2 separate regions of the Gossypium hirsutum genome follow, and region 2 is linked to region 1. The links are chromatin contacts, called in public Hi-C maps. All regions are on one chromosome and are shown on one strand. Each heading gives the region's core, a stretch centred on a gene start, on an enhancer-like site or on the middle of the called end of the contact. The rest is flanking DNA. Distances are from core to core; before and after follow the strand shown. Region 1 holds the start of LOC107951046 (auxin-induced protein 22D-like). Region 2 holds the start of LOC107951139.

Region 1 (4,856 bases), core at 1,560-4,059:
TTGTTTATGACCTTAAAAATACTTTCGAAGTTAGAATTTGCATAGGTCCATGTACTCTTCTAAATTTTAGAATTTAGTCCCTATACTTTTATTTTCAGGAATTTATTTCCTCTACTTTTTAAATTTCAAAATTCAGGCCCAACTATTAACATTGTTAATCTTCTTTTTTTTTTGGTTAAATTTATTAGTGTGACATTTTGAAATTAAAAAATAAATTCACTTGGTAGCCTTGTAAAAAAATGGTCTTGTAATAAACATAAATTTAATAAAATAATTTTAACAGTGTTGACAATTAAATTTTAAATTTTAAAAAATAAACGACTAAATTTCTAAAATTATATTTTTTAAAAGCAAGACTATATTATATTTTAATTTGTGGAGAAGAGGATGAGATTTGGGGGATCTCCTTCTATTTCCAATCCAATCACTCATTGAGATATTTGAAGATCAAAATTTGTGGGTTTTTTACAAAAATAAGATAAAAAATAAAATAATACTAAAATAATGCAACTAAAAAAATATTTATGAAAATGGTACATTCCAGGGTGGTGCCGCCTATGGCAGTGGCGTGACCACCCTGGCTCCGACAACTTCTGCCATTTTCTGTTTAAAAAAAAGGTTAAAAACGAAAAAAAAATCTGAAAAGAAAAAAAAGGGATTTGCCTGACAGCACCAGTCACGCCTTCCCCATAGGAGGCACCAATGCTGCTGCCATGGAAGAAGAAGAAGAAGAAGAAGAAGAAGAAGAAGAAGAAGAAGAAGAGGGCAGCATGAAAGGAAAGAAAGAAAGAAAAAAAAAAAGAAGAGAGAGGGAAGGAAAGAGAAAAATAAGGAAAAAATAAATAAAAAGGAAAGTTTAGGGTTTAGGGAAGAATAATTAAAATTTTTAAAAGGTAACTTTTTTTGTTATAAAATTTAATTTGTATATACAAATAATAAAGAAATATTATTATCTGTAAATATTTAAGTTTATAAATTTGTAATATTTATTTTTATTTTTCTCTTAATTTATTCAATAGAAATATTATATGTTAATTGTATGTATTGTCATTTTAAATGTCGGTATAATTTTTTTTATGTTATTTTAAAAGTTGATATAATTTTTTAACTCATAATTTAATATAGTGTAATATTTTGCAGGTTAATTGTACAAGATAAGTAACCAATTTGTAATGATTAATTACAACAGATAATTATAACATGCCAAATAATTTAAATTATATAAAAAATATACCTAATCAACCTAAAACACACATAACAAATAAATTACATAAAAATAAAACATTCTTTGAACATAACATAAATAGGTTTTTTTACTTCAATAAATATTAAAAATAAATTATAAATCAATAAAAATATAAAATAAATACAAACATACCTTAATAACTTTTTTTAACCAAATAATACCTTATAAAAATAAAATTAAATTCCAATTAAATCAAAAATAATAATAATAATAAATTAAATTTTATAACAAAAAAATTTTATATTTTTAACACTTTAATTATTCTTGTAAAAAACCAAAAAAGGAAAAGAAATAATAATTATAACAATTAAAACACGTGTTTAATTATTCTTTCCTAAACTCTAAACTTTCCTTTCTATTTATTTTTTTCCTTATTTTTCTCTTTCTTTCCCTCTCTCATCTTTCTTTTTTTTCTTTCTTTCTTTCCTTTCCCACCGTCCTCTTCTTCTTCTTCTTCTTCTTCTTCTTCTTCTTCTTCCATGACAGCAGCACTGGTGTCACCTCTCCTCTAGGCGTAACCTGTGCTGTCAGGCAAATCCCTTTTTTTTCTTTTTTTTTAATAGAAAATGACAGAAGTTGTCGGAGTCAGGGTGGTCATGCCACTGCCATAGGCGACACCACCCTGAAATGTACCATTTTATTAAATACTTTTTTGGTTATATTATTTTAGTATTTTTTTATCTTATTTTTATAAAAAATCCAAAATTTGCGAACTGGACAAGCCGGCAATTTCAGTCACTCAATTTACACAAATACAATAGGACTAAACCAACCTTAGAGACACAACAACAAAGAGGTAGCAGCATTGGAAATGCCACATGACACGTTACATTTTACAAGTCATCAATTAAAGAAATATCTCACTGTTGTCAACCCCACATGTAATTGCCTTAACTATCAAATCACATCTACGTGGGACCTCCTTTTCACATGTTGCTGTTCCCAATCCCCCTCCTAATACTACCAAATTTTTCTAATTTTAAATTTCATCCCTATTTTATGAAAATTAATCATTTAGTCCCTTACAATTTGATCTTCATACTTTGGAAGTAGTTTAATTGAATAATATTGTTAATGCTTAATGTCAAATCATTAACCTAAAAATCAACAACTGAATTAACTTCTCAATTTTCAGATATAAATGAAAATCTAAGTTTTGTAAAGTAAAGGGATGAATTTCACAATTAGACTCTCCAATGAAATCCTCACCCTCAGACCCCCAATCTCAGCCGTCCAATTCCGTCCACATTCTTCAATATCATCGGGTGTGGTTGTCCCTCCCTTGTCCCCTTCATTTGGTGCGCCCAAACTCGACACTGCCCCACATGTAACAGGCAGCCATATCTATAGTTGTCTGGGATCCCAATCCACGCGCTTTGCTCAACGTGTCCCCGAATCCCAAGTCATTGTGTCGTGGAGGAAGCGCGTAGTACACCGCGTTCGCGGGATACCATTTGTCATTTCTCATCAACGAAATACATGCAGGAGAAAGCAAAGTCACCTACAGCCCAGATATTGTCCCTTTCAAGCCCCCCGATAAAACTAGTTACCCTGCCCTCCCCAGCTTCATCATCATCAACATACAGTTACAGCAACCACAAAAAAAAGGAGAGTTAAAAGAGTTTTTAAAAGGAATCTGCAAAAGAAAATTCATCAACTTGTACAAGATTTGGAGCAACATTGAAGGATATAGCAATGGAAAGGAGAGTGAATTACGAGAATGATCTCAATCTCATGGCAACTGAGCCAAGATTGGGATTGCCTGGTTGTGGTGATGATGAGCCCCAAAGAAAAACAAATCCCAGTATCAGAAATAATAAAAGAACTGTACCTGAGATTTCTGAGGTATCGAGTTCTGAGAGCAATTCTAGCATTACAATGTCTGGGAGTGATGATCAAGACAGTCCCCCTCCTGCCAAGTAAGTATATATTTACCGGTGAAGACTATAGGGTAAGGCTGATAACAGAATCTTAACGTAAAATTCCATGGATTAATGCAGGGAACAAGTTGTAGGATGGCCACCAATCCGATCAAACAGGAAAAATTGCTTACAAAGTTCCAAGAGAAATGAAGTTGAAGGGATGGGGATGTATGTGAAAGTAAGCGTTGATGGAGCTCCTTATCTCAGAAAGATTGATCTCAAGGTTTATGGGCGCTATCCTCAACTCCTCAAAGCTTTGGAAAATATGTTCAAGCTCACCATTGGTAAGATTTCCCTTGACAAATTAAATTAAATTAAATCAACCCTATGATAAAAAAAGCTATAGTTCTGATTGGCTTATTGATCTGCAAATTTAAAGGTGCATACTCAAAGAGGGAAGGCTACAATGGATCTGACTATGCTCCTACTTATGAAGACAAAGATGGTGACTGGATGCTTGTTGGAGATGTTCCCTGGGAGTAAGTTTTTTTCTCCATACTTAAATATATATTGAATTCCTTTAGTTATAATTACCAATAAACTCATTTTTTTATTCTCTCATTTGTTTACAGGATGTTCATTTCCTCCTGCAAGAGGCTGAGAATCATGAAAGGATCAGAAGCTAGAGGGTTGGGCTGTGTATGAGCCACCAAATTATTTAACAAGAAGGAAAGTTTTCTTTGGCTTTGGATAATCCAAATTCTACAAGGAAGATCAATTTGGTCTTCCTGGAAAGTGAGGGGGCTATTTGCTAGAGAAAAATTTCTCAAAGATTTGACAACATGGCTGGCCTTTTTAGCCTCCTCTATGCATGTCAAATATCTATACTTGTTTTATAGCACAAAAACAAAAAGGCACGATATTAAAGAATAGTTAAGATCCAATCCAATTGTACAAAACGACATACACTATTGCTTTATCATTTTTCCCGTATACGAAGAAGATTAAATAAGAAGGCAATAGAATACAGTTTATGCATGTACTGTTTTGATTAGAATTTTAGAGCAAACATACTATGGTTGTTTGTATGAAATCAAACTGGCTTAGTTCTTTTAACTCATGACATCCACGTATTCTTTTTGTGGAGTAGAGAAACCATATCATCTAAAAGTAAGATTTACAGCAAAAAAAAAAAAAAACAGAAGGTTTAGAACAAGGACAAGGGCAGGTTCCATCTTGAATTCATCATGTTTAAGTTGAAATTATCAATACTGTCAATAATAAGGTTCAGTGTGAAAGCAACCTTTGAACTAAAACAGTCGGCAGAATTTGGTTCTTTACCAACTGATGGCATAATTTAAAAAGTCAAGAGCAATTAAATAAAGGCATAATCTTGTGTCTAATAACGCAAAGCTTGGATGTTGCTGTAGGCTTCTCTAGAATGTATCTCGTTGTTGAAAACCTCATCATTTTCTGTATTTAATGCCAACATGGATCATGTTTAGTGGATTTTCCATACAATTTCAACTGTGGTATAAGTTATGAGATTGACCTAAGTTGCTCTGTACCGGATGATTAATGACCATTTTTTGGATTGTGACTTGCATGTAAGAAGGCCACAATTGTAGCATCGAAATGCCTCTTGAAGTTGTGAGAAAAAAAGTAAAAACATGTCTCATGGTTTAATATACTTACCTTTTATTAATGCTTAGCATAACCAATACGATACCAACCCATAAATAAGAATA
Region 2 (4,856 bases), core at 1,472-3,971, 250 kb before region 1:
TAGCAATATTGAAGCAATAGAAGAAGAGTGGTTGAACCTATCAATTCATGATATATTGAGAAAACAATCAAACATTAAAATATATGTATGCATTCAAACTGCCTCTCGAGGAATAGAATTTTAACTTGAGATTAAATTTAAGGGTATACTCTTTGACCCCCAATCATACCAAAAGGAGAAGGGGAGAGTAGCTACTTAAAATGGTACATTTTAAAGTTGCGGTAACAAGGAAATATGATTTGTCACTTTAACTTACAAGGAAATTAACAAGTATGACAGATAATATTCCCACGTCATATAAAAGTGAACATGCTAGTCTGGCATAGGCAAACACGAAAAACCAGAGAGGAAGTCAATGATTATATACTTACAGTAGATAAAGATTGATATGTGCCTTCCTTCCAACATCTATCTCGAAGAATGGCAGGATGTGCACTCCCATCAAAAACACAATAGATGCGGGTGTCCCACAATCTAAGTAGCACTTTATCAACCAAAAGTAATTAGAAAAACTGAGCAAGTGGCTGAAAGGGGAAATCAATTCAGGAGAAAAAAAAGAGTGTAGTGGCATATGTATTAAGAGTTTTTCAAGCAACCAGATGAACCAGAAATTAGCATTTCTTCCAGGATACAAAGGGGAAAAAAAATGAAGAGATGGTTAAGAAAATGTCAACCACAAAGATTTGCATAATCAAAAGCATTTTGTAGTCACCCACTTACCCAAAATTGTAAAAGAAACCAAGAACTTGGCATGACTCTTTGACAAAAGAAAATAATGCAATTAGATGCCTTCCATTCTAACCTTTCCAAGATTATACCCATTGTAAAAAAACAAAACTTGTCTAAGTTACCACTTTCACAGTGTATTTACAGTATGGTGATTAAAATTGATGAATTCAAAAAGTGATAAAATAAAAATGTAATAGCAGAAATTAAAGAAAAAGGACAGGAGATCAAAGAAGCAGGATAATTTCTTATAAAATAGAAAGGGATGAAGACAATGCTCCTTTAGTATTTGAATGCGAGAAAACAGAATAGGGTTCTTCAAAATTTGCTCTTTTCTTTCTCGTCAATATACATGCACTTTCAGCAATAAATAAAGAAGGATATTATTATGTTTTTCTTATTCTCCAGCATATTTAGCTAAAACAAAATTCAGTGTTCTTTGTTTTCGCTTGTAATTTATTACTTAGCCAAATACCAGAAAATGATGCAGGAAATATTCAAAGTAAAAAATAGAGCGCAATTACCTGAAGGCAGATTATCGGCGGATTTAGAGAGCGTAAGGATGTGGAGCATTTTTATATGATCATTCATAGACCATGCAATAATACATAGTCGGTAAGCATAGTATTAGTTTAGTTTTAGTACCACTACAAGACTGGAACAGGAATCTGTCTATGTCGGTGTTCATATTCATAGTTGATCCCAACCTACTCTCTTTTTTTCCCCCTAATTCTACTTGTTTTCTTTGCTTTGCCCCAAAACCAAATGTTTCCATTCATCTCCAAGGACATAAAATGAAAGAAGATTGAAGTTGGGAAGATGAAGAAGTTTTAAAAGAAAGGTAAATGTAATTTTAGGAGGAGCATTCAAGAAAAACCTGCGTAATAAACATGAATACTTCCCTAAATGCAAACTTAAGAATGTTAAGAAAAGCATACAAAATACAATGTATCGTCTTTCATACAATGTTTATAGTTTAAGACACTGACCTCATCACAGAAAAGAATTGGTTCTTTTCATGTGAGCGCAGCGACATCAAGCTGCAGTGTGCAATCCTCCTAATGGAGGCCTGAGCTCCCCTCTGAAATTTCTTCCCTTGGGTTCTGATTGCAATTTAAAATGACAACAAAATCATCATCAATCACTATCCTAAATATCCTAGGACACAAAAATAAACCTTTGCAAAGTTTCCTAGTCTCTAAATTCTCAAACAAAAATAGCTAATGCATGACATAGAACAAAAGCCTAATTCTAGCAGATCCTTTAAAAGAAAATACAACTTGTCTGAATCAAGCTCAACCATGTCACTTCCACAGTCATAGTCCAATATCATGCTGGAACGGTTTACTGAAACATCCAAACAATCAATTGTGCTTCACTTTTAGTTTAATATTCAAAAGTAAAATAAAATCAAACTAAATGATCGTAAAACTGAATTTAAATCACCAAAAACGTTAAATAAAATAATTGACATTTCTTTTTACCTTCTGAATTTCCATTGAGCAGCAGAAGGAACTTTAACAGGAGGCAAACCTTCATGTTTCCAACCGTAAAAAGCATCTAATGCATTACGACAGTTGTGGCAGTAGAGACCGACAGTGACAGCGACGGCGACGTAGCAGAGGGGTTAGTCGAGGGCGATGCACCAGGTGGTCCGGTCGGATTCTTCGGTGGCAAATGGGTTGGGAACTTGGGGATGAAAATTTAGGGATTATAGGAGAAGAGAGGGAATTGGGGAAAATTAAAAAGAAACTGTACGTTCCCTTGAAAGCCTAGAATTAAAAGAAACCCTAACAGATCGAGAGAAAAGCAGTAGCTATGGTGGGTGAATTTAGTACAGTGAAATGAAAATGAAAAAGAAGCGTGATTGTATTGACTTGGTGTTGTTGGAAGCAAACTTTGAGAGTAAAAAGGGACAGAGATGAGAAGAACAGGGAGGAAAGCGGGTAAACAAAATTTTTTTGGGGGAGTGAGCGGGATTTTGATTTCCCTTTTTGCGGCGTTTTCAAGAAAAATGCCGCTATAGCTCTATTTTTTGTGACGTTTTCCCCAAAAACGTCACTATTGTCCAATTTTAAATTTTTTTCATTTTTAACCTTTTCTTTCTTTTTCTCTTTCAAAATTTTTCTGCTGAGATTATATTTTTTGGAATTTTTTTAATTTTGAATATTAAATTTTTTAATTGAAATATGGATTAAAATTTTAATTTTTTAATTTTTTAATTTTTAATTTTTAATTTTTTTATTTTTAAATTTTAAATTTTAAATTTTAAATTTTAAATTTTAAATTTTTTTGAGGATTTTTATAATTTTTAAATTAACATACAAAATATAAAAGGAAACTTTAACATAAATAAAATGGAATCGATGAATTAAAAAAAATACAAAATGACACAGCAATACAAGCATATTCTTTTAAGTATGGTCCGCATTAGTTGTTTAGATTTTTATATAAATGGCATTTAATTATATGTATACACCTAAATTTTGATAGAGATACATTTCATAATTATATATGAATTTTGGTTTAATGTGTAATTGTAGACATGAAGTTATAATTGTGGTTTAAATGTATAGTTAAAACTTTAATTTTTATTTAATCATACACATTTTAAAAAATAAATACATCAATATATTTTTATATTGAATAATTATAAATATTTATGTATGCAACATATAAATATAAAATGATGTTATATCAATAATTGTGTTAATAATTTACAATACCATAAACCATAAACACTAAAACCCTAACTATAAACCACTAAATCCCAAATCATAAACCCTAAATCATAAACTTTAAAACACAAAACCATAAACTCGAAATAATAAACATTATTGTGTAAACAATGTGTTTCTATTGTATAACCATAATTTTTAATAATTATTGTAATTTTATGTGACCATAATTATAATTAATTAATTAATCTAAACCCTAAACTCCTAATCTCTAGTCCCTAAATCATAAACCTTAAATCCTAAAATATAAACCCTAAACCCCTAACCCCTAAACCTTAAACCCCAATCCTTAAACCATAATCTCTAAACCCATAATCCATAAACCTTAAAATAGTAACTTATAAACCTTAAACCCTTAATCATATGCCCTCAACTGTAAACCCTAAACTATAATGATAATTAATTCAATATTTTAAAATTAATACTATCCATTTTACAATTATATAAGAAAATATTTAACATATAAGAAAATATTTAACATATAAATTAAAAAACAATCAGTCATATACCAAAAATCTTTAAAATTATTTTAAATAATAGCATTTTAATTTTTTCATTTTTAACAAATATTTTTCTATGTTTTTACTTTCAAAATTTTTCTATGTGTCATTATTTTTCTGAAGAATTTAAATATTCAATTAAAAATAAATTGTATTTTAATATAAATAAACCAGTTAAATTATAAATAGACAGATGAAATGTTTTTTGCGGGGCCGCTAATACTTGATCTTTAGCGGCGTTTTTAAAAAAAGCGCCGCTACAACCACTAAAAGCTCAATATAAAACGATGTCATTTTGCAAAAGTTTTTGCGGCTTTTTAAAAAAAACGCCACTAGAGCCACCAAAAAGTGCTAAATTTTTTGCGGCGTTTTTTGAAAAGCGCCGCTAAAAATTAAGCATTAGCGGCTTTTTTTAAAAAGCGCTACTAATACTCGATCTTTAGCGGCGTTTTTAAAAAATGCCACTAAAGCCACTAAAAGTGCAAAATTTTTTGTGGCGTTTTATGAAAAGCGCCGCTAAAAATCAAGCATTAGCGGCATTTTTAAAAAGCGCCTCTAATACTTGATCTTTAGCGGCGTTTTTTAGAAAGTGCAGCTAATGCTCGTTTTTTAGCAACGTTTTAAGAAAAGCGCCGCTAATGCTCGATCTATAGTGGCATTTTTCATTCAAACGCTGCTAAAAACCTGTTTTGCTGTAGTGTTTATATTAAAATAATGAAGGGGTCATTTTCTTTTCTTTTTTTTTTCATCTGAAACTGAAATCGATTTTCAGGGTTGTCGGCAATGGCATAGAAGGGGAAAGTGATGTGTTCCATACAGAAGAAGGCTTGTACCTAGTAGAAAGGGTTAACAAGTATGGGGATGAGTGCTTCATTGTTGGCAGCAGTGTGTG

Evidence for each region. Hi-C and Micro-C count contacts between places; a contact is called where the count stands out from the background.
Region 2: a contact with region 1 is called in a Hi-C map of leaf, with 1.9 times the contacts expected there. The contact joins the promoter of LOC107951139 here to the promoter of LOC107951046 in region 1. A contact is called at or near these places in 12 of 34 Hi-C or Micro-C datasets (callus, hypocotyl, leaf and 1 more).

What each region holds. Positions count from the first base shown.
Region 1 is chrA08:10,681,314-10,686,169 of Gossypium_hirsutum_v2.1, forward strand. It overlaps LOC107951046 (auxin-induced protein 22D-like), which reads left to right and starts at 2,810. Exons shown (of 4, transcript NM_001327583.2): 1 at 2,810-3,165; 2 at 3,247-3,452; 3 at 3,548-3,647; 4 at 3,741-4,146. The coding sequence starts at 2,942. The coding sequence ends at 3,813.
Region 2 is chrA08:10,435,153-10,440,008 of Gossypium_hirsutum_v2.1, forward strand. It overlaps LOC107951139, which reads right to left and starts at 2,722. Exons shown (of 7, transcript XR_001698345.2): 1 at 2,211-2,722; 2 at 1,716-1,829; 3 at 372-484.